6 separate regions of the Sus scrofa genome follow, and all the other regions are linked to region 4. Evidence: chromatin contacts called from public HiChIP or PLAC-seq data. All regions are on one chromosome and are shown on one strand. The core of a region is the stretch at or near the end of the contact, and the rest is flanking DNA. Distances in the headings are between cores, read along the strand shown.

The links. HiChIP or PLAC-seq counts read pairs in DNA pulled down with a chosen protein or histone mark.
Region 1: a contact with region 4 is called in an H3K27ac HiChIP or PLAC-seq map of alveolar macrophages. The contact joins two enhancer-like sites. A contact is called at or near these places in 1 of 47 Hi-C or Micro-C datasets (embryonic fibroblasts) and 2 of 2 datasets of contacts at active chromatin or transcription factors (alveolar macrophages and skeletal muscle).
Region 2: an H3K27ac HiChIP or PLAC-seq map of alveolar macrophages shows a contact between it and region 4. The contact joins two enhancer-like sites. A contact is called at or near these places in 2 of 2 datasets of contacts at active chromatin or transcription factors (alveolar macrophages and skeletal muscle).
Region 3: a contact with region 4 is called in an H3K27ac HiChIP or PLAC-seq map of alveolar macrophages. The contact joins two enhancer-like sites. A contact is called at or near these places in 2 of 2 datasets of contacts at active chromatin or transcription factors (alveolar macrophages and skeletal muscle).
Region 5: an H3K27ac HiChIP or PLAC-seq map of alveolar macrophages shows a contact between it and region 4. The contact joins two enhancer-like sites. A contact is called at or near these places in 2 of 2 datasets of contacts at active chromatin or transcription factors (alveolar macrophages and skeletal muscle).
Region 6: an H3K27ac HiChIP or PLAC-seq map of alveolar macrophages shows a contact between it and region 4. The contact joins two enhancer-like sites. A contact is called at or near these places in 13 of 47 Hi-C or Micro-C datasets (alveolar macrophages, embryonic fibroblasts, fetal heart ventricle and 8 more) and 2 of 2 datasets of contacts at active chromatin or transcription factors (alveolar macrophages and skeletal muscle).

What each region holds. Positions count from the first base shown.
Region 1 is chr13:198,458,209-198,462,879 of Sscrofa11.1, forward strand. It overlaps RUNX1 (runt related transcription factor 1), which reads right to left. Exons shown (of 8, transcript NM_001246252.1): 4 at 3,469-3,625. Among named protein-coding and RNA genes, the nearest start is that of RUNX1, 170 kb to the right of the region's middle. Within about 2 kb of position 1,588, at least 14 of the 83 cell types and tissues checked have an H3K27ac peak or open chromatin away from gene starts, as enhancers often do. A contact at or near this core is called in alveolar macrophages, where this site is marked.
Region 2 is chr13:198,376,609-198,380,992 of Sscrofa11.1, forward strand. RUNX1 (runt related transcription factor 1) reads right to left here. Exons shown (of 8, transcript NM_001246252.1): 8 at 1-193. Among named protein-coding and RNA genes, the nearest start is that of CLIC6, 130 kb to the left of the region's middle. Within about 2 kb of position 2,688, at least 16 of the 83 cell types and tissues checked have an H3K27ac peak or open chromatin away from gene starts, as enhancers often do. A contact at or near this core is called in alveolar macrophages, where this site is marked.
Region 3 is chr13:198,571,895-198,576,479 of Sscrofa11.1, forward strand. The region is part of intron 1 of RUNX1 (runt related transcription factor 1); the gene reads right to left. Among named protein-coding and RNA genes, the nearest start is that of RUNX1, 61 kb to the right of the region's middle. Within about 2 kb of position 2,892, at least 11 of the 83 cell types and tissues checked have an H3K27ac peak or open chromatin away from gene starts, as enhancers often do. A contact at or near this core is called in alveolar macrophages, where this site is marked.
Region 4 is chr13:199,179,201-199,184,121 of Sscrofa11.1, forward strand. No RefSeq gene overlaps it. Among named protein-coding and RNA genes, the nearest start is that of SETD4, 410 kb to the right of the region's middle. Within about 2 kb of position 3,516, at least 2 of the 83 cell types and tissues checked have an H3K27ac peak or open chromatin away from gene starts, as enhancers often do. A contact at or near this core is called in alveolar macrophages, where this site is marked.
Region 5 is chr13:198,407,207-198,411,555 of Sscrofa11.1, forward strand. The region is part of intron 6 of RUNX1 (runt related transcription factor 1); the gene reads right to left. Among named protein-coding and RNA genes, the nearest start is that of CLIC6, 160 kb to the left of the region's middle. Within about 2 kb of position 1,610, at least 3 of the 83 cell types and tissues checked have an H3K27ac peak or open chromatin away from gene starts, as enhancers often do. A contact at or near this core is called in alveolar macrophages, where this site is marked.
Region 6 is chr13:198,486,608-198,490,936 of Sscrofa11.1, forward strand. The region is part of intron 1 of RUNX1 (runt related transcription factor 1); the gene reads right to left. Among named protein-coding and RNA genes, the nearest start is that of RUNX1, 150 kb to the right of the region's middle. Within about 2 kb of position 2,339, at least 12 of the 83 cell types and tissues checked have an H3K27ac peak or open chromatin away from gene starts, as enhancers often do. A contact at or near this core is called in alveolar macrophages, where this site is marked.

The DNA of each region.
Region 1 (4,671 bases), core at 338-2,837, 720 kb before region 4:
AAATCAGAAGGAAATCTGCCCCTCTTTACGACGTGGTAGAGGACACGGTCTGGCAGATTTCCTCTTTGGTTCTAAAATGAATGAACTAAAGCTGCTTTCCCTGATTGATTCCTTTCCAACTGATTAAGTAAATACTCCAAGTGGGATGACGCACTCGCAGATTTCATTGCTAAGATTTCTTCAACGTTTCTCAGCTGCAGCCATGAAACACTTTCTTATAACTGAAAATATCAGTGGAACTACCTCAACTGCAGATGTAAGCTGCCATCCACTGCTGCTAAGTCACGCTGCCAAAGAGAATTCCTCCTGCTCCTGACCTTCGATTTTCTGGAGGGCGAGGAGCATCCCAGAACGCGTGCTTAAGCATGAATTGTTCTGAACAACCCCAGGTGCCTTCAATGTCACCTCCCCTCTCTCCTGGGAGCTGCTATCTGGTCTTCCTTTGTAAAGGAACGGTCTAGATGGAGATACTGAATCCAAGAGGGAGAATTCCAAGGGTGAGATATCCCTGTAGGAGGCTGACGTTGTCAGGGAGAGAAAGGAGGGCAGGAAGGCAAAGGAAAGAAGACGCCTCAGCCTGCTGAAACCTTCACCAATATTTTGTAGGGGCCGGTCTTGTCAGCAAGCCCGTAAAAGCCGGATGGGCAGGTTTTCCCAGTTGCAGGCTGAACCCGAGGTTAGGAGCTGTGGTCCTGGACATGGGCCAGCACCCAGACAGATCAGTTTTGTAGAACAGAGAAAAACCCTTCCATGTTCAACCCCTGGCGATTTCTACAAGGTTTGACAATCTCCCGGGACTGGCAGCTGAGAAAAGAAAAGTCTTTTTTTTTTTTCCTCTACTCTTTCTTTGGAACTGAGCACCGAGCCCCTTGGAGGATCCACCAGACCCGTGGCTTTTTTGACAGAATGTGAAACTGGCACTGGAATGCTCGGATGAGCCAACAGCCAGGACCTTCCTGGGCCCCTGTGTGGCGTGTTGATGCCAATGACATAGTTTCAGACACATTTTCAAACACGGAAAATGAAACAGTGGAGAGTCTTTAATAAAATATTGTGAAACTTCTAAAGGACAAAATTCAGGGAGGACGCTTTAGACTAATTGTTAAAATGAAGGAGAATCATTTGCTCTCTTCCTAATGGGAAGCAAATTGCAAAAAAAAGAAAAAAAAAAGAAAAAAAAGAAAAAGAAAAAAAATCCTTGGCAGGCTTTGATGTTGACACTAGATATGAAAGAGTAAAATCAAGCTGTATTTTACAACTATGGGGAGAAATTATGAGACAGAGTCAAACTGGGCCTTTTGACAGCTCATTTTGTCTTGCACTAACAAAAGCAACAACAACAAAAAATCGCTCAAGATCACCAATACACGCAGTAACTGTAATTGGGTACAACATTCACTGTAGGTTCCTCTATTTTGGATTGCTTACTATCATGCGTGGGTAGCAGGCCCTGTTCAAAACAGATATTGTCCGTACATGGAGCATTTCAACTAATTTTCCTGCTCCAGGTTATCAGAAGACAGCCCAGCCTTGGTCGCAGCTATTTCACTCTGGGTTTTATGCAAACTCAAGGGCATACTGGCACGAATCAGGCAGCCAAATGCAAACAATCCACACCTTGGGGAAACAGTTCACTGTTACCCAAGTAAACACAAGCTCCTCTTAGTCACCCACTCAAAACAGAAATGGCCAGTGATGGACGAGAGACCAGCCTTCAACACCAGAAAAGAAAGCATGCTGCTTTCAAAATCTCACTCTTTATCACCACCAACCCCCTGGGCCTTGCCAGGAGGCACCACTGCCCTTCTTACAGGAAAACGTCGTTGGCATGGGCCATTAAAAAATTTCCCAACTTTCATAACCAAAACCTGTCCCGTGGACACCCACAGAGATGCATACTCTGATAATGAGTAGAAATCCATAGGAATTGAATTGAGATGGTTACTAGGCTGGGAGGTGTGGACGGGGCGGTCAGGCTTTTGTTTTTTATTGGCTTCTTAACCACTCTGCCAGCTACTCATATGAAGCCCTTGAGATGTTTTCTAAACACACATCTCTGAATCATAATGTGAATTCCACTTACTGAAAGGCAGGGACTTTTAATATAGCAAGTAAACCCATAGAATGACTTATGCTTGTATATCTTATAGCATCATTTGTGTTTCAATAAGTGGATATCATTTTCTTAACATTGTCCTATAATTAACATAATGATACGTGCTATGAACACATATTTTCAATCACGTTACAAGTTTTTGAAAATTTTCTCCACCTATGATTCTATTTTGAAAATGTCCCCGGCAGCTAAGATAGCACAAAAACAATAGCCAAAAAAAGGCAACAGTGCTTTTGCCCTCTTTCCTCTTGGACTAAACAAATTTCCCAAGAACATAGATTTTCTCATATTTCTGAATGTCTTTATAAAGAGTAATGATTACTCTTCTGTTTAAATGTCCACTGGATGTACTTTTAGTTTTTAAATACAGGAGCCACCTACTGTTATTTAGGTATTTGCCGTGTCTTTTTAATATACTCAAAATAACTTTTATTTGTAAACTTATTCAACACTATATTACAAAAATGAGATTTTCCAAAGAAATTATCGTATTTCCTTCAGTTAAACTGCTAGTACTTACTGCTACTTATAAAATATGACTTAGATTGTGTTTCAAAGAAAACACAATATTTGAAAATAACTGGAAAGCAGAGGAGTTTACAACAAGCCAAGATTCCTCTTTCTGCTCTAATACTCTGATAACAGGCATGGAGAGATAAAACTACACATAGAACGGCACTGATGAAATAGTTCCTGTGGATGGATAATCCAGTCTTTCATATTATTAGTATCTAAAATATTAACTGGGCCCAACCCCTCCTCCAAATAATAATAAGACATCCAAATTATATATAATAGGAAGGTCATATTGCCATCAAATTCACCAAACCAGAATGGTATGAACACTAATTCTTCCTATTTTACCATAAAAAATATCCTTACTTGAAACACATTTCAATAATCATACACTGCATATCCCTTAAAATTATTAGAAGTGTCATAAATAGTGCATGGATTCTAAGTTAAAGGCTTCCAGTCACTAGACTTCTGAAAATTATCAAAGAGAGAACCCCAGTTGCACAGTCCTGGTTTCTATGATGATAAGTTTCATATTTTTACAATTTAGTAAAGATCTGAGGCGTTTCCTTGAAATTCACAGTTCTGGTTTTCCAAGCTTCCAAATCAGTTTTAAGCCAATTCAATAAGAGAAAGCAATAACGTAAAGCTAGATTCTGTTAAAAATATTAAATTTTAAATAAATATTTTAAAAAGCTTAACGTAGCAATAATAAGGGGAAGAAATGACTGTGTTTCTAGGGGATCTCATCACAGAAACTTCTAGATGTTTTGAAATCTGGGTTTGTTGCCATGTAAATACTTGGTGTTTCAAGTTCAGTTTTGACAGACACATACCTCTTCCACTCCGACCGACAAACCTGAGGTCATTGAATCTTGCAACTTGGTTTTTCATGGCTGCAGTTGCATTTCTCAGTTCAGCTGAGTAGTTTTCGTCATTGCCTGCCATCACAGTGACCAGAGTGCCATCTGGAACGTCCCCCAGAGCCACCACCTAAACACCCGTCAAAGGACAAATGCAGACATCAGGCCTGTCAGAAACTTCGAGGTCACCTGCATAGCAATTATTCTAAAATTGAATGTATATTAAGTGATGCTTTTAGTTTGCAATGGAATAGCAATCAAAAGTCAAGCAAAACAACAGAGAAGTTATTAATGGCCAGATTTACTTTAAATTCCACTGTGTAAAACTATAAATGTTTAAATCATAAAACATTCACCTAACGAAGTCCCATAAGGTCACAGAGCATAATTGGAATAAGACTCACTATAACAAGGACTTTGAAAAGCTATGCCTTCTTATGGATACAATCATTGCTTCTTAATTTTTCATATGTAAGAAACAGAATGTCTTGTTTTTATCAGTTTCTAACCTAACCCATCTTTCCCTTGTCCACACCTCCATGACGGGCCGGATAGGGCTGATTTAGCCTTTTAGGTGCTTAAACTTAGACTTCTGCTAAAATTAACCTTGATGTCTTACATGGAATTGCTGATGATTCTTGAATGACTCAAACTCTCCCTTTGCAATTCTTTCATCCTTGACACCCCTACTCGATTCTATTATCTTGATTTTTCACTAGCAGTGAACTGTGGTATGCAAAAGGAAAAAAATCAGACATATACCCTTGGCTTACTACTAACTACAAAATCAACAGACCTCAGACAAGAGGGGAGCTTACTCTTATAAGCCCTCCAAATGCAGGAGAGGAACTACATCAGGCTAGACATATGTATATGTATAACCGATTCATATACATTGCTGTATACCTGAAACTAACTTTGCTGTACATCTGAAGCTAACACAACATTGTAAATCAACTATATTCCAATAAAATGTTTTTAAAAAAGAAATTAAAGGGTGGGACTACATCACATTTTGATATCTGTGAATCTCAGAGTTGTGTTAATTAGGACCTGACAGGTGAGCGAGGTTTTCTCCAAACCCAACTGATCTTGAAGAGGAATTCCTTTAAGGTAACGGAAGAGGAATGGATTTCCCATCGGGACTATTAAAGTAAACTAGTAAATAAATATTTT
Region 2 (4,384 bases), core at 1,438-3,937, 800 kb before region 4:
CCGGGGTAGGGCGGTGGCAGGTACGTGTGATAGCGCGTGGCCGAGCTCATGGCCGACATGCCGATGCCGATGCCCGACGTGACGGGCGTCGGGGAGTAGGTGAAGGCGCCGGGGTAGTGCATGCGGGGGTCAGAGATGGAGGGCAGCGCGGGGAACTGGCGCGGGTCGCCAAAGGCCGTCAGGTCAGGTGCACCTGTGGGTGAGCGAGAAAATATCCTGAGCTGGCGATTCAGGGAAGCCACGCCTCCTACTCCGCCGGCCCGCCCACAGGAGTACCCAGGATGGACTGCTGCTTGCTGCCCAGGGAGCTGGTATGAGAGAACGGTAACATACAGCCTCGTGCAACCCGATATGGTGTGTGATATAATACAGTGCAGAAATAACATGCGTGATAGAGATATAATATTGGTGTAACTTCGAATTTGGCAAACCCACCTGCCAAGTCCACCTGCTAGCAATTTTCCTATGGCCCACAAGCTAAGAATGAGTTTTACTTTTCTTAAAATGGTTGCAAAAAGCAAAAAAAAGATTTCCTGACGTGAAAATGATATGGAATTTAAATATCGATGTCCATAAAGTTTTATTGGAAAGAGCCTCACTCATTCTTTTACGTATTATCTGTGACTGCTTTTGAGGTATCACTGCAGAGTTGAGTGGTCATGGTAGAGATTGGAGGGCCAGAAGGGCTCAGAAAGCCTAAAATATTTAGTATCTGGCCCTTTGCAGAAAAGAGCTTACCAGCTTTCTCTATGATCAATATATTAATATGTTAATATTAATGTAAAATTTAATTTTTAACAATATATAAGACGTATACAACACCTGAATTACTAATATAATGGATGCATTCATTGATTAATATCAGAATATATGCATAATATGTTGTCATAATGATAGTAATATATAATAATATAATACTATATATAATATTTAGGTTGAATCATAGGAAATTGCCATTTCTGTAGGCCTGGAATAGCTAAAAATTGGCAGTTTCCTATGATTGAACCCAACGCATGCCCTAGCAGTGACCACCACATCACTCTTTTCTTCCTTATATCTATCTTCAGATCACTCCCACATCTTTAGAAATAGGATAGCCTTGATTTCACAGGGTTTTCTCTAATATATATTTCACTGATTTGTTAACAGGAGTGGCTCCAGGACCTTGATTGGTCTACTCTGTTTTTGTACATGTTGAAATTTTACCAGGAATGGCAAAACTTTGTCTATAAAACACATTGTTTTAGGATTATGGCATTTACAGTTTCACAGACCAGATTGACTTTGGCTGTCTTTTGTTGCGTCTTTCTACAGTTTTCTTAACCACGGGCTGCCAAAGTCCTGGGGGGTTTGGGTGCCAGGATGGGTTTCCTGTGTCCTGTAGATCAGTTTCCTGACAGTGGCACTACTGGTATTTGGGGCCAGACTTGCTGCGGCAGTGGGGGGGGGCTGTCCAGTGCATTGTGGGATGTTTGGCAGCATCCTTGGCCTTTGCCCACCAGATGTCAGTAGTGCCCTCACTCCCCCCATTGTGACAACCAACAAGGTCTCCAGACTTTCCAGCTGTCCTGGTGGTAGGGGTGAGGGGAGCAAAAATACCCCCACTGAGACCTACCACTGTGGATGTAGGATGGTGTCCTGGGGTAGTTTCTGTTCCTTAGAATTAATTATTCATTAAATGACCAGGCCAGGACTATAGTCTTTACGTCAGCAACAAAACAACAGAGACAAGAATTGAATGTTTTAAAATTTATAAGTTCTCAAATCAACATAGAAAATAACTCCAAGCTCAGGATGGCATGTGGCCTGTGTCCTTTTGTGTATAGGCCCACAGAGAAACTTGATGGAGCCAAGAGCTAGCTCTGAAAGGAAAGCTACCGGGTGAATTAATCTCTTTTTGGAAGGCATCGGCTGTTGATCAACTTCCTCATATTTCAAGTCTGTTATTCCAGCAGGGAGAGCTAGTGTTCTCTCTCTCTCTGTCTCTCTCTCATCTCTCCTCTCTCCCTCCCTCTCCTCAGCCTTCCTTCCCTCCAAATGAACTCCTCTGTAAATTTGGGGTGCATGTGATGAGGGGATATACTCCTCATCAAAAAGGTAATTAAAGTTTACAGAAACAACCGAAGTCTGCGGCAGATCTCTCCACTAATGAGGAAACCAGGAGTCTGACTTTCAAACAAACACTCCTGTTAATCTTTTCAAAGCGAGTCAGACATGTGGGTAGGGGAAAAAGTTGTAAACTGACAGTGGTTCTAGGGCCGCCCTTCCACGGACACTCTCTAGCTCATCCTGAAGCCAGGCCGCACCTCATTCCACAGGGTTCGTCCCTGCCCACTGGGGCCATCTGTGAGCAAGCCCCTGTCACTTGTTTTTGCTCACACAGAGAGCCGTGACATGCTTGAGAGTTAACAGGAAGCTTTACTCCATTTTTCCAGTTAAGATTTCTATAGTCCAGGGAGAAGCCGAGGTAGGAGGAAAAGCATTAGGCAAACACAATTTGTTGTCATCTGATGCAATATTCCGGACACAAATAAATGACTCCACCCATTATTCCTCTTGCTTCATTTGCCCTGAGACAAAAAGGTGAATCCACTGGAAAATGAATGAAAGGTCACCCTGTTTCATGACGGTGTCTGGACATGCTCTGCCAGTCTGTTCCAACCACTACATGGTAACCTGGTGATGGCAGCAAGTTACTGGAATCCTCAGTGAGTCCGTGGTTTGTCACGGACATAAGTAATGGAATGATGTGACAGTCTCAGCTGTCAGGGGAAAATAGCTCTTTCACTTGTGGGCACAGTATCTGTAAGATCTTAGATGTTGCCTGTGATTCTTCTTCTGTCTGCACTGTACCAATGCCACACTACAAAAGACCATCCATTTGGTCTAATTATCCTTTATATATATATTTTGATAACAGAATAGCTTCGGCCCTCTAGATAGGCTCAGACTCAATATACCTATTCACCTATTTGTTTTCATTTTTATGTCCAATTGGATTCCCCCTACCAAGCCCCACCAATCACGCACAGTTCACCCACCCTGCCTTAGCTCGTTTGTCCTTTTGGCTGGCTTGGTGCCCCCTTACTCAGTGGTAGTGTTGGCAGAGATGGGGACCCCTCATATTCCCAGGGAGCTTTTAAAAAGTAGGAAATCTGGGGATTAGGCGGTTCAGGCATTTTAGTTGGGATTGTTTCCCTACCGATGGGGCTAAATATTTGCCATGGCAGCTCAAGTCTTCCTTCTGCAGCTCGATGTGGATGAAAGCAGACCCACTCTGGGCCCCTCCCACTGCCCCCAAAGGATTAAACAGCCTGAGCAGATAATGGCTGCCTTAAAAGGATCTTTTGCATGACTCAGATTAATGCATGCTGTCTGTCGCCCAGGTTGGCAGCTAAACATTATTTAAAAAGAAAAAAAGAAAAGAAAACCTCCAGATGACAACTCTTTTCAGACAAGGTGTGGAGTCTGTCTACAAAGGGAAGAGAAAGAGACAGAGCACAGGTCCCTCCTGCAAAAGGAAGCCCAGGTGGGGCTGGGGGGTGGATTCAGGGAAAGCTGGCTCAGAGCTGTGCAGGCTCTCAAAGCTGGCCGCCAGGCAGCCACTTTTCTTTTAAGTATCCCAACCCCCTCCTGCCCCCAGGCGGATGACAACACTTTTCAGGCCTGGGCTCCAGGCTTGGTTTCTCAGAGGGAGAGCTGCCAAGTTGAAGAGCAGTCTCCCATGCTGTTCTCTGCCACCGGTGAAAGCACCTCTGGAATTCTCCCAGGCCCACCCTCCAAGACAGCGCAGGGTCATGCTTGGGTGCTGAAATGGGTCGCCTTGGTTTTTATCTATTTCACACCCTCATGCTATAAAACGCCTTTCTATTACTCCCTGGCTAACTGAAGTCCAGACTATTCCCAAGTGTAGCTGTGAGAGGTGATTTGAGAGTGCACATGCAACGTCCCTGTGGAAAGAGAAGCCCCCCTTACATCTGAACTGGTCAGTTGGAGCAGCTAGAGTTCTTGGATTTAAGGTGCCCACTGTCTTGGGTGCAGACCAACTCAAAAGACTTCCACAATAAATTCGAAGGGACACACACACAGCAGGGACATTTCCAAGGAAAAGAGTAATTGCTTCAGAGGTAGACCATTGCCAATGGGCAGAGCAGCACCACCAAGAAGAAGAATCAATACGAGATGACAAACGCCTTTGGAATCAGACCAGTCCTGAGGGAACAAAGCTTCTAAAACAACAAGCTAAATGGACTTCATTAATTCCTATCCTGTCCCTTAACTCCTTGGCCCAGCAGGTGCCATGAAATTCTTGGCATCCATGGCTGAAAATAACATGGAAACTGGGCAACTAAGTTGACTTTCCTGTTTCACTACAGTGCAAAAG
Region 3 (4,585 bases), core at 1,642-4,141, 610 kb before region 4:
TGATAGAGGCAGAGGTTGAGGTTATATTGCTGGAAACCAAGGAAGGCCAATTGCTAGCAACCAGAAAAATCTAGGGGGTCAGGAAGGATTCTTCCCCCAAGCCTTCAGGTAGGGTGGCCCTGCCTTAATTTCAGACCTCAGGCATCTGGAACGCTGAAGGAAAATTTTTCTTTAGTTGTTTTCAGCTATCCACGCCATGGGCACTCATCACGGCAGACACAGAAAAATAATAAACCTCCTCTCAGATAGAGAAGGAAAAGCTTTCTCAGGGTCTGTGGCATTCCTATTTCTTCCCTGGACAGGGGAGAGGGCCAGTAGGCCTGCTGGCAGGATTCTTAGACCCTCAGACTGCTCATACACTGCACGTGCCTGCCTGTCCTTTCCTGAGACGGCATTTTGGGAGGGACACCAGACTGCAAGGCAGGAGCTTGGGGCACATTCTTGGCTGCTGGACTTTTGGGGAAGGCTGGAAGTAGCCACCTGGTGCCTCAGTTTTCCCTTTGAAAAAATGGGGCCTGTAAGTGAATATGAGCCAGGTGCTGTTCTAGGCACTAGGAATGCAATAGACAGTGAAACTGACCACATCTCTGCTCCCCCATGAAATTAACATTCTAGGGGAGATAGGGTATGACTCAACCAGTAAACAAGAGATAATTTGAGTGTAACAAGGGATGCAAAGAAAAATTCCCTTCTCAGAAAGTGACAAGGTGTCATAAAATTAAACATTGTAAAAAAAAGCTAAAAACCCCCAAACTGAAGAGTGATATTTTTTGACCATGTTAACCATCACACAAATGTCTACATAGCAGTCCAGGCAGGACCCTGTGAGCTCAGACTCAGTGGTCCTCTGCCTAGCCCTGCCAGAGGCTGGCCTAATGTGGGGCCAGAGGGGCCCTTCCAAGTCTAGTTTCTCTATTGCAGGGTCAGCAATAAAAGGGATGACTCAGCAGGCAGCATGCCTGGACCTTGCAGGAGGGAGTGTGTGTCCCCCAGGCTGGGCCTCCAGGCTGCTTTGGCAGCACGGCCAGAGGCTCCCTCAAAGAGCTACTCTCTTTCCCCACCAGGAAGAGCTTCAGGGGATCCTTTGGGGACACCTATGAGAGGTGCAAGGCACTGGATGTGCCTTTTGTCTGAAGATGCCATCCCCCTGGGGGTACCTCTCATGTGGTCACTTTGAGAAAGACACATGGAGCCAATTTCAGTCACTCTTAAAACTTCCAAGAAGAACAAAAGGCAAACTTTCCAAATATAATGAACTTGATAATGAACTAGAACAAAGAGCATTCTAGATATAGGCACAGTAAGTTAGCTGTGCAGTAGGTAATAGAAAATACATGGAGCTGGAGTTCCCGTTGTGGCTCAGCAGTAACAAAACTGACGAGGATCCATGAGGTTGCAGGTTTAATCCCTGGCCTCGATCATGGTGTTGCCATGAGCTGTGGTGTAGGACGCAGACGCAGCATGGATCTAGCGTTGCTGTGGTATAGGCCAGCAGTTGTAGCTCCAATTCAGCCCCTATGCTGGGAACTTCCATATGCTTCCGGTGTGGCCCTAAAAAGTGAAAAGAAAATATAAGAAAATACAAGGAGCTATTAGCGATGGGATAACACAAACCATTATTTGAAAATAGAACTATTTTGGAGAGAAGAACAATTTGGAGCTCCTGTGTTCCTGGTGACTTTCCACTCGATTTGCCTTCTCAGGTCAAACACCATTACTGTGGGGCACCATGGGGTTGCAGGAGAATACTGGCCTGTCTGCTCATTCCCACACACATGCACACCAACACACACAAGCAACAGAGGAATGGGACAGTGGTGGGCAGGGGGAACTTGGATTAAATGCAATGGCCTAATTTCTTCCACATCACTCATTGAAATTCCCCACTCACTCATTTTCCTAAAAGCTGATTTTCTCATATACTTTGAAGTTAGGCAAGTGGGTTTGAGGAAAGTCATATTCCCTTTGAGGTGTCTGCCTAGGAACATGCCAAATTATCTCAAGAGCCCCTTCAGCAACAGGAGAAGGCTCCCTGGGGTAAGTGAAGATGGAGAAAAATCCTAACCCAAGAAATATGGAGCTCATTTTGACAGTCATTGGATGGCTTAGTGGTTCCAGAGCAACCAGGGGAAATAAGGTTTTCTTGATGGTTGACATTCAAAGTTTTCATAAGAAAATTAAAAATATGATCAATATTTTATAACAACTTTAAGTGGAGTATAATCCATAAAAATATTGAGTCTCCATGTGTTATACCTGAAACCAATAGAACATGGTAAATCAACTACACTTCAAAAAATAAAAAGAATCTTAGAAGCAATTTCATAAATGTGGAGGAAGGGTAGGATATTTACCCAAGATGTAAACTGTCTAAATGAAATGATCCATTATCTTTTTTCCATCGGTGAGGGTCTCACGCAAGCTTTCCTGTTTTAAACTCATGCACATCTACATCGACAGTGTTTATGCTTGCAGAGAAATTGCTCAATAGATGTAGGTTGATCTAAAAAAAACCCCAGACATTGGTATTTGTATCTATATGAGATGATGGATGCAACGAATCTTATTGTGGTCATCATTTCACAGTACATGTAAATCTTTATGTTGTACACCTCAGACTTCCCAGAACTGTCTATCAGTTATATCTCAATAAGGGGGGCGGGGAGAATGGAAGAAAAAAAAAAAGCTGGCATTCAGTTCCAGCCTAAACATTGTTTGGGAACCTCTGTTCCTGTCCACCCTCAGAGACCTCAGCCAAATTCTGGGGCGGTTGGTTTGGTTTCCTGGCTGGAATTGCGACACCGTTGGGGCAGAGTCTTGTAGCTGCAGACAAGCCTGTGAACAGGGTGTCAGGAAGTCCGGGAAAGCATGAGTCAGCTCAGCGCTGGCACCCTTGGCATCAGGGCTCCAGAGGAAACTTGACCAGTAGCCGAAGTCAACAAAGGGTGTGAAGCAAGCCGCACAGCCTGGGGGAGACTGGAGGGGGGGCAGGCAGCTGGCTGTGAGCAGGGTCAGGGAGGGCCCGCCAGCGTGTCCCCATGAACCCCACACACCAGACTCCACCCTTCCCAGCAGAGACGATCCAACCCTTTCAGCTCTGACCACAACGGGTGGAATTTAATGACCTGGGAACTAATTTCTCGCTGGTTTGGGCAAACTAAAAAAGATAGAATGAGTAATGCATTAAAATCATCTTTTTTCCTAATTGAAAAAAAAAAGTATTACAATTCTGTTTGAGACTTGACGTCTTTGGAATCAACATTGCAAACTTCTGGGAGATAATTCGAGATCAAAATGTGTAAATGCTCTCATTTACTTATATTCCTGCATTGACCTGGGCATTGTTTACAGCAAAGGCTCTTGGAACCAGGAACTAAGAGTTGCTTAGATCTTTCTGTCCCTTTTTGTCTCTTGGCCTGTACGTGTAGGTACAGGTGTGTCTTTATGTAGGTATGTCCTTGTATGCATGGTTTCTTCTATCCATCACTGCTCCCTTCTAGAATATTCCTGCCCCACCTTCAGCATAGACTCACTTTTTAGAATTTTGAACCCTGAGAATCAGCAGAAATTCCTGGTCTGTGTTTGAATATCTTGAACCTGTCTGCAGCCTACCCTTAGGTGTGGAGAGGAATGGAAACTCCGACTTGTAGGATGGGGGAGCAGTGGGACCACCCCCACTTCACAGGGCAGAGATCCTTCCCAAAGTACCATCCTGGGAGCATCTCCAGGGTGTGATCTGACTTAACCAAGCTTCACCTCCACTTCTGTCCCTCAGCCTTGCTGTGGAGCTCAGATGTAATGACACTGCTCCAAAGAGCATGAGAAGGGAGTTAAATTGTGGGCAAAGTGAGAACAGCCTGGGATAGGTGCAGGAGAGGAAGTGGAAGGAACAAGACTCTTAGGGCTGAGTCGAGTCTTAGGGCCCAAGACGACTGTGGGGCTGAGGTCAGAGGCCGGGGGGCTCCTACTGGAAGGGAAAAGGCTGGAGAGGTGGACTCCCTTAGTCCTGCTGTGCCTGCCTCTGGCCCTTGGCTCCTCTTTCTCAGACCTGCAAGAAGAGTCCATTAGATCAGCCCACCACACACATCTAGAAGTTTCTGAGTATTGCAGGCAACTCAAAGACAGAAACTTCGGCCTAAAAGCAGACGTTTTGGATCAATGTTGCCACTTAAATAACAGCTTGAAAAAGAAAATTCAGATCCTCCTCTCTTTCTGTCTCCTTCCCCACTTGACTTCGTAACCCATGTCCTCTCTATTAAAACTCTAAGTGGAAAAAAAAGTTAGTTTCACAAAGATTCTCTACAGAAAGTGTAGCTGTAAATTATCCAGAAAGTTAGGCATTTCTGCATCACAGCTTTCTCCTGAGCTTATTGCTTTTCTTTACATTATGAGGCCAGGATGTTAAAAACAAAAATCAGAAAAAAAAAATCAACCAATAATAAGATTTTAGACCCTGAGCAAGATGACATAGATGCTATCAAAATAGTTTGCAAAATTATGGAAACATTGCTACATTTTCCATAGGGTTAACTTTTGAGACCAAAAAAAAAAAAAAAAAAAAAAAAAAAACTAATTTGGAACTTGA
Region 4 (4,921 bases), core at 2,266-4,765:
CATCAGCACACAAGAGCCCATGTGGGCCACAAAGAGGGAGTCATCGTTGACCTTTATCCTAGATGTTGCAGGGCCGTGAGCCTGGAGGCAGACGCTATGTGAGGTACCGGGTGAGGACCCAGGGTCTGAGCCGGATGGGGACTAAAGGGCTGCCTTGGGAAGGTGACTCTAAGTCCAGCTACCTCTAGTTGAGTAGCACACGCTAAGCAATTTGTGGGGGCATTAGGCATTGTATGCCATCTACCAACTCCGACTAAAAAGAGGGACCACATCCCCAGAGGGCAGGCCTCAGATGATGGGGGGCTGTGTTTAGACCTGCATCTCAGCAGCCTCCACTAAATGGGGTCTTGAGAAACAGGTGGTGTGTGGTTCCCCAGATTCCCAAAAACATAGCCTAGAGTCATCCTTAGGAGATTCTGGAGGACGTAAATACAAAACAAATAGAAATCAAAGTTTAATCCCTCTGCCATTTATTAATTGTGAAACTAAATATCCATTTGATTCACAAAGGTGGTAAGAGTCAACTTTGGCGTTTAACTCTCAGGCTTCAGAATCTCCTACATGGGAAAGTCTCCACGCCATCCAATGATGGGTTACACTGTTGAAAGATGTGCACATATTTTTCCCTCTATATTGGGAGCCAAGATAACGCTGTGATGTGGATGGGGTTTTCTTTCTTTTCTTTTTTAAGTTTTATTGAAGCAGAGTTGACTTACAATGTTCTGCTGTACAATAAAGTGATTCAGTTATACATAGACATATCCATTTTTTTCAGATTCTTTTCCCTTACAGGTTAATACAGAATATTGAGTAGAGTTCCCTGTGTGACCTAGCAGGTCAGATGGCATTTATTTTCATTCTGTGGTTATGTATAACAGAGAAAAATTATGAATTTATAGAAACCTAAAAGAAAACAAAAACAAAAAAAAAAAAAGAAAGAAAAAGGATGTTCCTGGTTTGTAAGAGTCAAAGCTCTGCCTCCCAAGGATATTAGGGCCATCAGATCAGATTTTGATTTTTAGTTTTGGTCTTTTTTTTTTTTTTTTCCGAGCTGCACCCATGGCATATGGAGGTTCCCAGGCTAGGGGTCCAATTGGAGCTGTAGCTGCCAGCCCACACCACAGCCACAGCAACACCAGATCTGAGCCGTATCTGAGACCTACACCACAGCTCACGGCAACGCCGGATCCTTAACCCACTGAGCAAGGCCAGGGATAGAACCCACAACCTCATGGTTCCTAGCTGGATTGTTTCCGCTGAGCCATGACGGGAACTCCCTAAGATCAGATTTTTAATTCCAACTCCTAATAAAATACTACATAGATAATTTTGACTAAATTGTTTAACCTCTATGAGGTAGTATTTTCTCCATTTTTAGAAAGGGAGAAAAAGACCCTACTTTTTTGTATGGGATCAAGTGTTCCAGTGTCGGTGAAGAGCTTTTGCATACTGAGAAGCAGTGGGCAAAGGCACAGAACCACTTTCATTTATCAGCGTATTTCCTAATGGATAAAGCTGTAGCATAAAATCACAAAGGTCCAAGTCCTTGTACAGTTTACTAAGGATTTGCCTGCTTAGTGATGTCAGAGGCCAAAGCATAAAAAAGCAAAAAGCTGGAGTTCCCACTGTGGCTTAACTCAGCTGGTTAAGGACAAGACATAGTTTCCTTGAGGACATGGGTTCAATCCCTAGCTTATCTCAGTGGGTTAAGGATCTGGCATTGCCACAAGCTGCAATGTAGGTCACAGATGCAGCTTGGATCCCATGTTGCTGTGGCTCTGGCATAGGCCTCATCTGCATCTCCAATTTGACCCCTAGCCTGGGCACTTTGATATGTCACAGGTGCAGCTGTAAAAAATAATAATAATAATTTTTAAAAACAAAAAAAGGAAACATCCAAAAATCCAGAATAAAATTGCAAAATCTTGTGAAGAAAGCACCTGGGGCTTTGGAGGCTTCCCAGATTCATCCTCTACCTGCAGTCCTCTGGGTTAAGTCTTCCCTTCACAGATCCCAGCCTGCAAGGCCAGACCTTCACCCATTTCCTAAAAATGCTCACGGAACAGCACACAGACAGGTAAGCGCAGACCCACCCATTTGCATAAGGGGGCGTGCCCATTCTAGGCATTGTCATTACCACATTCACCTGTCAGACAAGGTTAGTCGCCTGATTCCCAACTGGACTCCTGATTCCCCAAGTAGAACTCACTGGGCATCAACCATGGGCTTACCTGAACCTCATTTACTCCTCACAGCAACCCCATGACGACTTCAAGTACATACTCTCTACGTCTCTAAAGGGAACATCTATAGGAATGTACAAACTGACTTGTTGACACAAGCTGTGGTTTAAGCCCAGTCTCCTCTTTCTGCCACCTGTTGTTTATTAAGCACAGATCACATGCCAGACACTATGCCCAGGGTTTTCCATTGCACTATTTCTGTTATTCCTTCCCAGCTCCTACAAGTCAGGGATTATTATTATTCCCACTTTACAGATAAGGAAATTGACCCTCAAGAAATTAGTCACTTGCTCAAAGATGCAAAGCTGGTGTGATTTAAGCCAGAACTTACCTTTTTTCCCTTCTTTACCTCAGGATAAAATGTCCACACCCTAAGCATTGATTGCACAGGGCATTATTGAAACAACCTGTAATTATTGATCTACACAAACATTGGAAATGTCTTCCTAGTCTATAGAGTCTGATTTTGTTCAGGCAGCAATGTGTTAATCTGGATGATTTAGTTGGTATAACTGAATGGTGACAATCCCAATTGATTTAGCCAGTGATTAGTGGTTGCCATTTGACCTTACTCTGACCAAAGAGATGTAAGAAATCTCTTCTGGATTTACAGAAAAGACTTTTTCCTCCCTGACAAATAGGACATGCAGAAAAGAAAGCCCTTTGGCACCAGCTCCTCCTGCTGGCTGCACACAGATGTGTGAGGACACAGTGGTTGGAGCAGCAGCAGCCGTCTTGTGAACAGGAGTGTGTTGGGGGGCATTGCTCAAATGAAAGAGAAAGAAAAGTTTAGGAGTTGAAGTCATTGCTGTGCCTGGGACCAGCACCTACTTGCAGTTTTTGCAATGTAAATAAGTGTCCTTTTGATTTAAAACTCTGTTAGTATGTTTCCTATTTCTCCAAATGCATCCCAAATGATATAGTAAGTCAAATAAAAATTAATTTTTATTTATTCTGAAGTTGAAATTTGAGTTTGTTCAGTGACTAAATGAGTAACCTATTCTGTATATGGTCCTCACTCTCTAAGTCACCTAGAAGAACAATTAGTGACTTGGTTCTTTGTTTTTATAGGAGAAATCTTTTCTTCTACCCTCTTAGATCTTTTTATTGGGGTACTCAAACTAACAACGGATAGAGTCATGTAAGTAAAGTGCACAAGGTTCATATGATATGAATATCTTCTTTTTTTCTTTTTGGCTGCATCTGTGGTATGTGGAAGTTCCCGGGCCAGGGATTGAACTTGCGCCACAGTAATGACCCAACTGCTGCAGTTACAACACTGGATTCTTAGTCCACTGAGCCACAAAGGAACTCCGATGTTAACATGTTTTATGGGACACAGAGGGCTTCATAGGTGGAAAGTGAAAACTCCAAAGAACTGGCAAGACTCAGGAGCTTACATACGGCCTTAACAAAAGATGATAAATTTGTGGAGAAGTGACAAGACAAAGGAAAGGGATTTGAGTTTTTAGGTGTGATCCACTGCAGGAAAGTGGATAGGAAATACATGAGGGAAACTAATGGACAATGATGGTTATTTTAGTAAGGTTTGTGCTTCTGATGAGTCCATTCATCTTGGCATCAAACCCTACCCCCATCTCCCAGGATAAGAATGTTCTCTTCTTTCTGGTATCAAGAGATATCTTTCTCGTGGGAAATTTCTGTCTTGATTTTAGGCAGAAAGGGTGAGAGTGGAGAGCTGTTGCTCAGTTATTTACAGTTCAGACTAATCAATATCCCAAAGCAGCATATTTCAGGTGGATATGTTTTGATCTCCTTCACTTTCAAATTCACTTCCATTACTTAATTTTATATTTAAAATATAAATAATATATTTTATATTTGAATTATAAATCAAAAATAATTAAAATATTTAATTTTATAATATAAAATTACTGCTTACCTACCAACCTTAATTACAAGGTTTATTGCATTTTATATTTAAATTTTTAATATTAATATGTGATTGTTATAATAATTTAACCACTACAGAGATGTGTAAAACAAAAGCGAAACTTGCCCCAGCCTTAAAATGTACTGAGGGGTTCCCGTTGTGGCTCAGCAGTAAGGAATATGATTAGTATCCATGAGGACGGGGGTTTGATCCCTGGCCACACTCAGTAGGTTAAGAATCCGGCATTGCTATGAGATGTGGTGTAAGATGCAGATTCGACTCGGATCCCCATTGCTGTGGCTGTGGTGTAGGCCAGTGGCTACAGCTCTAATTAGACCCTGAGCCTAGGATCTTCCATGTGCTGCGGGTGTGGCCCTAAAAAGACAAAAAAGGTACTGAAACTTCTTTTTTTTTTTTTTTTTTTGGTCTTTTAGGGCCACACCCATGGCATATGGAGGTTCCCAAGCTTAAGTTAGAATCAGAGCTGTAGCTACCGGCCACAGCCACAGACAGCCTCAGTCACGGCCATGCCAGATCCGAGCAGTGTCTGCGACCTACCCCACAGCTCACAGCAATGCTGGATCCTTAACCCACTGAGCGAGGCCAGGGATCAAACCTGCATCCTCACGGACACTAGTCAGATTTGTTTCCCCTGAGCCACAACAGGGACTCCTAAAACTTCTATTAATAATTAGAAAATTAATTTAGGTTTGAGCCTCATCCATGTTGTGTATATGAGTAGTTTTTTCATTTTTATTAATGAATGGCATTTCACTGTACGAAT
Region 5 (4,349 bases), core at 360-2,859, 770 kb before region 4:
TGACTTATCGAGACTCAGATTCAGTGACCCTTGGGTGGAAGGACCAAGATGGTGTAGATAAGCCCTGTATCAGTCTGCGAAAGCATGCATTTTAAAGCTCCAGTTTCACGAGCTGTTAAGTGACATGAGATGCAGGGATCAGCGTCCCCCACCGCCTCCTTCTCCTCCCTTTTGTCCAGACTCCCTCTGGGTGAGAAAGCAAGAGGGTCCCATCTTCAGGAGAGAATCGCCTTTACAAAAGGACAAGGAATCCGTGCTAGTGATTACAACTGGACAATGTTTTTCACAATCTTGAAATGATAGCTGGAATGTTCTTCACTCTGAACATGACCCTTAGGGGGTGTGAAACAGTGATGGGCCCTGGGAGGGTGGCACTGGAGCCTGTGTCTGGAGGAGGCGGCTGTCTCTTCTGCGCAATGAGTGTCTTTCCTACACACACTTATTCAGGGGGTTGTGCCATAGCTCAGTTTTCCCTTAAAAAGGCTTATTTCTTTTACACAGTAAATGCTATATTGCATGCCCTTTGGGAGAGCTCAAATTAGCTAACACAGTCTGACGACGGTCCATAGCTTGAAAATCAAAAATCAACTGATAAGAAGTGGTCCGTTCCTTTTTCGCCCCCTATCAATAGTCAGGAGGGCCCAAAGAAACAGAAAAGAAACATGACTGGTCAATGTTTGTTTTTAGGGTGAGTTCCAGACTATTTTTTTCTTATTATTATTTTGTTTTATTTACTGTGGCCGGTAACTGAATCTCCAGTATCAAAACAGCAAATGTTCTGCCAGAAGGAGATTACGGGGAGAAAAGTCTATGGTCAGAAACTGGGTTTGTCAGTGAAGATTTTATTTACAGGAGTTTTGCAATCCGGATCTTTAATCTCCATAACAATTGGGCTGTTCTATGGCTTTGAAGGCAATTGTTCAAGTTCCTGTGGGGCCGAGGCTTTGCAAGTAAAATGTGAAAATGTAATACAAACAGACACTGAGGTGGCTCCTAACAGTTGGGAAGGCCCTGCCTCTGTTCATTTTCTCCTACAGGTCCGGCTGGGGCTGGGGTGTTCTGAGGGCCAGAGGGAAATAAGGAAAGACAGAAGTAATTACAGTGCCTCAGCATTATTTAAATCATACATGTTGAATTTTAAAGAGCCCCCAAATAACCGAATTACAGTGGGCCTGCATTTCTGTTCCATGATGTGAGGAGAAAGAATGCAAATGAGGAAAACCAGCTCCGTCTGGAGAACCACAACTGACAAGAAAACACTGGTACCTTTCTCTCACCAGAGTCGTTTTCTTCCCCCCTGCGTCATCATTTATTGTTTGCTGCACTCTTGGTACAAACTTCGGGTAAACTTTGATACTACTTCATGGCCACAGTCAAAGTCTCTTTTTTAAATATCCAAATGTGAAAGGCTATATCTTCGGGTGATTTGTAAATTGGGGACTATGAGAGATGCAAAGTGAATCACCAGCCTTTCGCAAGGGGTTTCTGGTCAACAGTGCCTCGCAATAAAGCCATTTGGAAGGAGGCAGCTTGTCCAAGACAACAGTGACAGGCCGTGCTCCGGGCAGTCACATTCCTGAGTCTGTCCCAACTGGCTGGCTGTGGTTGGTCCTGTCATCTTCTGTTGCTATGCTTACTCCCAGCCACGATGCCATGAGCTTCTGGGGGCCAGGACATGAGGCACTCAGGCCTCCTGTCTCCTGCTTTTCATGGCACCCATGACACAGGGGGCAACCCCTTTCTCTACCACTGTTGGGCCCTCTGGTTTCATCCGCATAGGTGCTCTAGAAAACATTAAGAAATATCTGATTTCGGGAGTTCCCATCATGGCTCAGTGGTAACGAACTTGACTAGGATCCATGAGGATGCAGGTTTGATCCCTAGCCTTGCTCAGTGGGTTAAAGATCTGGCATTGCTGTAAGCTGCAGTGTCGGTTGCAGCCGCAGCTTGGATCTTGAGTTGCTGTGGCTGTGGCTGTGGTGTAGGTCAGCAGCTGCAGCTCTGATTCGACCTCTGGCTTGGGAACTTCCATATGCTGCAGGTGTGGCCCGTAAAAGGAAAAAAAAAAAAAAAAAGGAGAAGAAGAAGAAAAGAAATATTTGATCTCATCTAGGAAAAAAAAAAAAAAAAACATACTCTTCTGGCTGGGAAATGAAAGTACCATGACACTGAGTTCCAGCCAACGATGGCAGGTGCTGGAAGATGTGACTGAGGCTCTCAGGCGTAAGACACAGAGTTCACATCTACCTGCCCATCATCTCTGTTCTGGGGAAAAGGACAAGGGAAAATTCTCTCTGGACCCAGTTGACACCCTTTATCCTTCCTACCTTGGTGTAAGGGGTAGAGTGGTGGCTTCCAAAAGGTACGTCCATGTTCTGACCCACAGAACTGTGAACGTGACCTTATTTGGGAAAAGGGTCTTTGCAGATGCAATTAAACGAAGGCTCTTGAGCTGAGACCGTCTTTGGTTGTTTGCGTGGGCCCGAGGTCTGCTGATAAGTGTCTCCAGAGACAGAGGAGGAGGTGACCCAGAGAAGGCCATGTGAAGATGGAGGCGGAGACTGCAGAGGCAGCCACCAGGTGAGGGAGACCAGGAGCCGCCAAAGGTTGGAAGAGAAAGGAACCTTCCTGAGGGTCTTCAGAGGGACTGTGGCGCCCTGATTTTGGAACCTGGCCCCCAGAACTGCAAGAGGATAAATTTCTATTGTTTTAAGCCACTGAGTTTGGGGTAGTTGGTTGCAGCAGCCACAGGAAAGGAATGCACTTGGTTTGGTGACATTGAGCATAAAAAAGAGCCAACAGTTAGAGAGTGTTCCTCATGGGAACACTGGCTCCGATGCCTGCTGCTTCACCTTTCACAGTGGCTTCAGGAGCTCCAAGTGCAATCATCACTTCCGCTTTGCAGACAGGGAAACTGAGGCTTTAAGAGGTTAAGTAATTTGCCAGAAGTCCTATAATAATGCGTGCTGGAGGCCAGTTTGGGGCCAAGGTGGTCTGCCTGGTGAGCCCTAGTTCTCAGGCTCTGCTATCTTTCCTGGCCATTAGATTTTCAGGAGGGTTAAGGACCTCCTGCTGTTTTATGGTGGATCTCCAATAAGTGTCCCAATTACAGCTTTGTTAAAAAGCTACTCTTCTGAACAAAACTTTTGTGTATTTGTGTGTGTGTGTGTGTTTATGTGAGAGAGAAAGAGAGCGCTGGGCCATAGATGACAAGAATAAGGGAACATTTCAGGATGTAGCCAATCCACAGAAGGACTATTTTATCATTAGGATCAAGCCCTAAAAGGAACCCTTCCTTCTTCTAATTAGGGAAGATATCCACAAGGCATTAACAACATGCTCCGGAAAACACGGTCTGATCACCTTGAACAACATCCATGAAAACATTCGGGCTGAAAACGCGGTCCCGCTAAAATGTGGTTTATGATGACTAGGGTGCTGACAGCTCGCCAGGTTGGCGGCTCCTTTGAAGGGCTGGTTTATTAAGTACTTAGCGGAGAGGTGCTTGTAAATACATCACAGGCATTCGAGCAGCGCTGTTCAAGGGAGCGCTGTGTTGATGCTGTGCAGTCCATAAATAGAGCGCAGAGGAAACGTAAGGCTGGCCGCCACTCTGAGCACCGCTGTGACTCCAGGCAGTGAATAGGAAGCAAGGCAGCAAACACAGCGCAGCCACATCAGACTCAAGCAACAAAGGCCACAGGCAGGCCAGGAAGCCAAGGCCCGAGGGCTTTTTTTTTTACAGTAAAAAACAAAGACTTTGCTTTCTCCCCATTCTTCATCCTCATTTTTAAAATATCTACGATGCAGTTCATTGGTACCAGCTTTCCAAACTTTCCTTAAACTCATAGTTTATGTTGCATCAGCCAAAAACATAGAAAACAGCAATAACGGAGTTCTCAATTCCTGCCTTGAGAGTGGATCCAGTTCTATTAACTTAGGGGTCGCTCTACCTGCTGGTGAGAAGGGGCAGAGTGTTCTTGTAGCGCCACCAACCTGCTTACATTCCAGCAAAAGCTCTTCATTTTGGTCCATGCCAGTGTTTATCCTTCTCTCCTTCCTTCCTTCCCTCCCTCCCTTCCCTCCTTCTTATATTTCTTTATTTTTATTTATTCCTGGGAACACCTGATTGGGGCTTGTTTTCTGTGTACAATTCTGATGTTGTGGACCTTGAAAGGCTCTCAAACTCTACTACATCTAGATAAGAGTTACTTTTAAATCACTCCTTTTTCATGTTTACAGCATGTCTCATAAGTTGATTTCTAGCATCCTGAATATTTTTGCTTCGTGTAACCATTAAAGGACCATTGGTGGATTTGCATGAAAGAACGGCTGGTGTTTGACGGACT
Region 6 (4,329 bases), core at 1,089-3,588, 690 kb before region 4:
ACACTGTAAATCAACTATACCCTAATATAAAATAAATTTAAGTAACAAACCAAACCAAACCAAACCACACAGAAGCCCAATGTTGTTTAGCCCTTATTCAAGAAGTTTCAGAGACCATGACTTTCCAAAAGGACTCCTTTGCTTCTGACAAGAAGCCTGTCCCCACATCAAAGAAAGGTGTAAGCAGGTCCCCCCTTGGGAAGGTGACATAGGAAGTGGGCTGCTTCTGAAGCACTGAACCCAGATAGATGGATAAATATTTCAACGGCTTTTCCAGAAGGGTACTTAAGGAGGAGAGGCCATCTCAGTTTGGGTTTCAGCCCAGGGCCTTTCGGTTTAAATATAAAGTGCATTAAAGCCCTTTCTTTAGAGAGGCGTATGCCATTTTTAGGGAGCAGCCCCGTTCTCCTTCTGACTTTATTGGGAATACAAGGCAAATAGGTATCTCGGTGTTGTCATTAGTATTCATTATTTATTAGGTCTGGATGGTGTATTCACAGCCAGGAGGGTCATGTACCTTCTCAGAAGGCTTGACCCTAGGGACAGTGCTTCCCCTAGTGACAGCCTTAGGGGGCTCTTGACCAAGTGAGAAGAGCGTCATAGGAGAATGACACGCAGCATCAGAAACCCAGAGAAGTGCATCTCGAATTCTGATTTAGAAAAGAGTAGGGCACTGCCATGGGAAAAGTTTCTGAACAGTGACTTCAAAATCAGCTTGTGACCCATTCGTTGGTTTCAAATGCAACAACAAGGACATTATTACAATTATTATTATTATACAAATACAAGAAAGAAAACGAAATAGAAGGAAAAAAAATGAAAAACAGAGTGCTTTACAAGTAGGAAGAACAACTACTGCTTCCTGAAGCCCTTTTTTGATTGACAGAGCCATCTCCTGAGTCATGCATGGAACTTGCTTTCTACTGTTCCTTGCAATTCAAAAGCGTTTGGAAGCCTCTGGACTAAAATTTCCCTTTTTCTTACTTTGTGAGGGTGACTCGGCATGCGAGCCTCTGCGACTCTCTGAAGGTCCTCTAACTTCTGCACCTCCATCTCCTCACTGGCCAAGCCTAGAGCCCTGATGTTGTCAGCAGGTTATTCAGAAGACCACATTATTTTTTTTTCACATCTTTAAAGTCTTTATTTTTTGTATTTTTAAAAATTTTGTTGAAGTATAGTTAATTTACAAGGCTATGATAAATTTCTGCGGTACAACAAAGTGATCCAGTCGTACAGAGACAAGACCACACTCAACCATTGCCGCTGAAGCACTTGGAAAAGCCAGGCACAGCTATCAGTGGTGAAGGATTATTATAAAACAAATCAGAGTGGAACTTTTTTTTTTCTTTTCTTTTTTAGGGCCACGCCCTCAGCATATGGAGGTTCCCGGGCTAGAGGTCAAATCAGAGCTACAGCTGCTGGCTTACACCACAGTCACAGCAATGCAGGATCTGAGATGGGTCTGCAACCTAGACCAGAGCTCACGGCAATGCCAGATCTTTAACCTACTGAGCAGGGCCAGGGATTTAACCTGCAACCTCATGGTTCCTAGTTGGATTTATTTCTGCTGTGCCACAACAGGAACTCCAAGAGTGGAACTATTTTGAGGGCCACCCTTCTGTGGAATGACATCCGATTATTTTGGGAAGTAAGAAGTGTCTAAGCAGACACTTTGTATAATCTGTGCATTTATAGAGGGAAAGGGAAGTTCCAAAAAAAAAAAATGAGTGTTTTTTTCCCCAGGTCCCTCAATAGCAGCTGATCTGGGGAACCCCTGACCTGTGCATTACTGCCATGCACCCAAACCTGCTACTCTATCAACAGCTGTGTTGCTACTTTTTTTTTTTTTTTTTAAGAGGGATAGACTTGTGAAATTTTATTTACAGAAAATTTAGAACTCACGAAAAACTAAGTTGATTTCTCCCCTTTCAAAGTGGCTTTCCAATTGCAATCACATAAATTAAACTCCAGCTTTGAAGAAACTGCGGGGACTGAGTCATGAATCTCCCAGGAGAGGTACGGAGAACCCCTTGAAACTCTCGAGAAATTAATGCAATAAGATGCAAAGAACGACTGTGACTAATCCTCTACCTGAAACGTCAGTTGGGAAAGGATGTTTCAAACTGTATGGGAAAAGCAGAAGGGAAAATGCCCCTTGCCTCTCTTTGACGATCTAAACTGAAAGCAAGGGAAGAACCAAAAAAATGTCAGCCTAAACGTCCCATTTTGTCTCTCCAGTGGGAAAGTGTCGCGTAAAACACAGGCCAGGCCGAGATGATGCATGAGGTGGTTGCTCAATGCTGTGTTGTGACACTTCTTAACTGTCACCAAGGGCTGGCCAGGGTGGTGATGGTTGCATCAGTCCCTCTGCAAGGTGTTTCCTGGGCTTTGCAGACAGGGTGGTTCGGGGGCGGTACAATCTCTCTTCTTGTGGAGGCCAGATAAAGCCTCCTGCTCCGGGCCACTATCTTTCAGTGCTGAAGCTGTAGATAATACTGTTTCAAACCCGCTGCCCAAGTCCTGCTTTCCCAGTTTATAAGTCTTTATTGCTAAAGTCTTTTGTGTGTGTTTTATCAGACACATTTTATCGTACTTCTCCAAACGCCCTTTGTCAGAGTCAGCCTTTGAACTTTTGCATATACATTGAATGTGACCGAAGATTCAGGACAAGTAAAGGGCTTATCTTATAATTCTAAAGAAAGAGGAACAGAGTCATCGATCTTTCTGCTATAATAGATCTTCTCGAGGTCTGTGTGTGTGTGTGTGTGTGTGTGTGTGTGTGTGTCAGCGCTAGTGGGCACGCCTGCTGGGAGGACAGGAGTATAATTTGGCTCTGTTTAAGCTATTGTGCAACAGATAAGCTACACAACTAGTTTATGCCTGTTGTTTCTGCACAAATTAAACCTCAATCCTGGTGCAGTGCAAAAAATGCTCATGGCCAGCCTGTGTTGGATGGTGCAAAAGGCCACTGAGACTGGGCCTGACATTGGGGCCCTATTCACAGGACTCCCTGTGTGGACAGCACACCAGGCCAACTTCTATGTTCTCTTTTTGGGGTGAGATGTCAGCCAGGGCCTTAATAAGACTCTTGCTCTCCTCTCATTTGACACGGACGCTCTCTGGAACTGAGCTCCAGCCCTGCCAGAGGAATGATGCTCGCTCATGTTAAGTTCATCTCCGTGATGCAGCAAGCTGATGGAATCCATTTGGATTACATCAAATGGGTTTATAACATCGCCCCTCCCTTCTCATTTTTTTTGCATGTCTCACGTCAAACCCAACCCTGCAATTGTGAAAATCAACTAGGAAAGAAGAGATAAGGGACAGGTGAGAGTGGCACTGCCCTCTTCTCTGGGCACAGAGGCAACTTTTTTTTTTTTTTTTTTTTTTTTTGTAGGGCTGAACCCAAGGCATATGGAAGTTCTCAGGCTAGGGGCTGATTCAGAGCTGTAGCTGCCTGCCTACACCACAGCCACAGCAATGCTAGATCTGAGCTGCGTCTTCAACTTACACCACAGCTCACGGACATACCGGATCCTTAACCCGCTGAGTGAGGCCAGGGATCGTACCCAAATCCTCATGGATACTAGTAAGGTTCCTAACCTGCTGAGCCACAGTGGGAACTCTGACAACTTCTTAATACAGCTCACATGCTGCCCCAAATGCAGAGAATTCTGAGCTCTTTGAGGTACTACATTACACACAAAAAAAGAAAGAAAAATAGGAGTTCCCTTTGTGGCTCAATGGTGGCGAACCCGACTAGGATCCATGAGGATGTGGGTTTCATCCCTGGCCTCACTTAGTGGGTTAAGGATCCGGCGTTGCTGTGAGCTGTGGTACAGGTTGCAGACGCGGCTTGGGAACTAAGAAGGCTTCTGGGAACTAAGAAGAAGGGAACTGCCTTGCTGAAGTTAAGAACCACATAATGAAAGTGACATGCCAAGGCAGAAGGGTTAATAGTCACCGTTCTCTCCATCACTAGCCCTGGATGTGACAGTGCAGCTCCCCCTTTCCCACTGGAATCTGGCCCCAGACAGAGCCCCCTGCAAGGTGGATGGGGTCCAGACGCTGCCCTCTGATGGGTGCCATGCTCACCTTGCACAGCCCTAAAAAAAGGCAAAAAAAAAAAAAAAAAGAAAAATAGATGTTGTTCTGTTTGATGTCCTGCACGTCCCCAGAGGGAGGGGCAGAAGGTGGTAAGCTGTTCTGATGAGTCAGGGGGGCTCACTGTGGCTCCTTGGCTCCAGCCCTGCCATCCTTCAAGAGATGGAGATGAGCATCTCTCATTGTCGTCAGAAAGTACAGAGGACACTTCTCTGTAAGATTCAC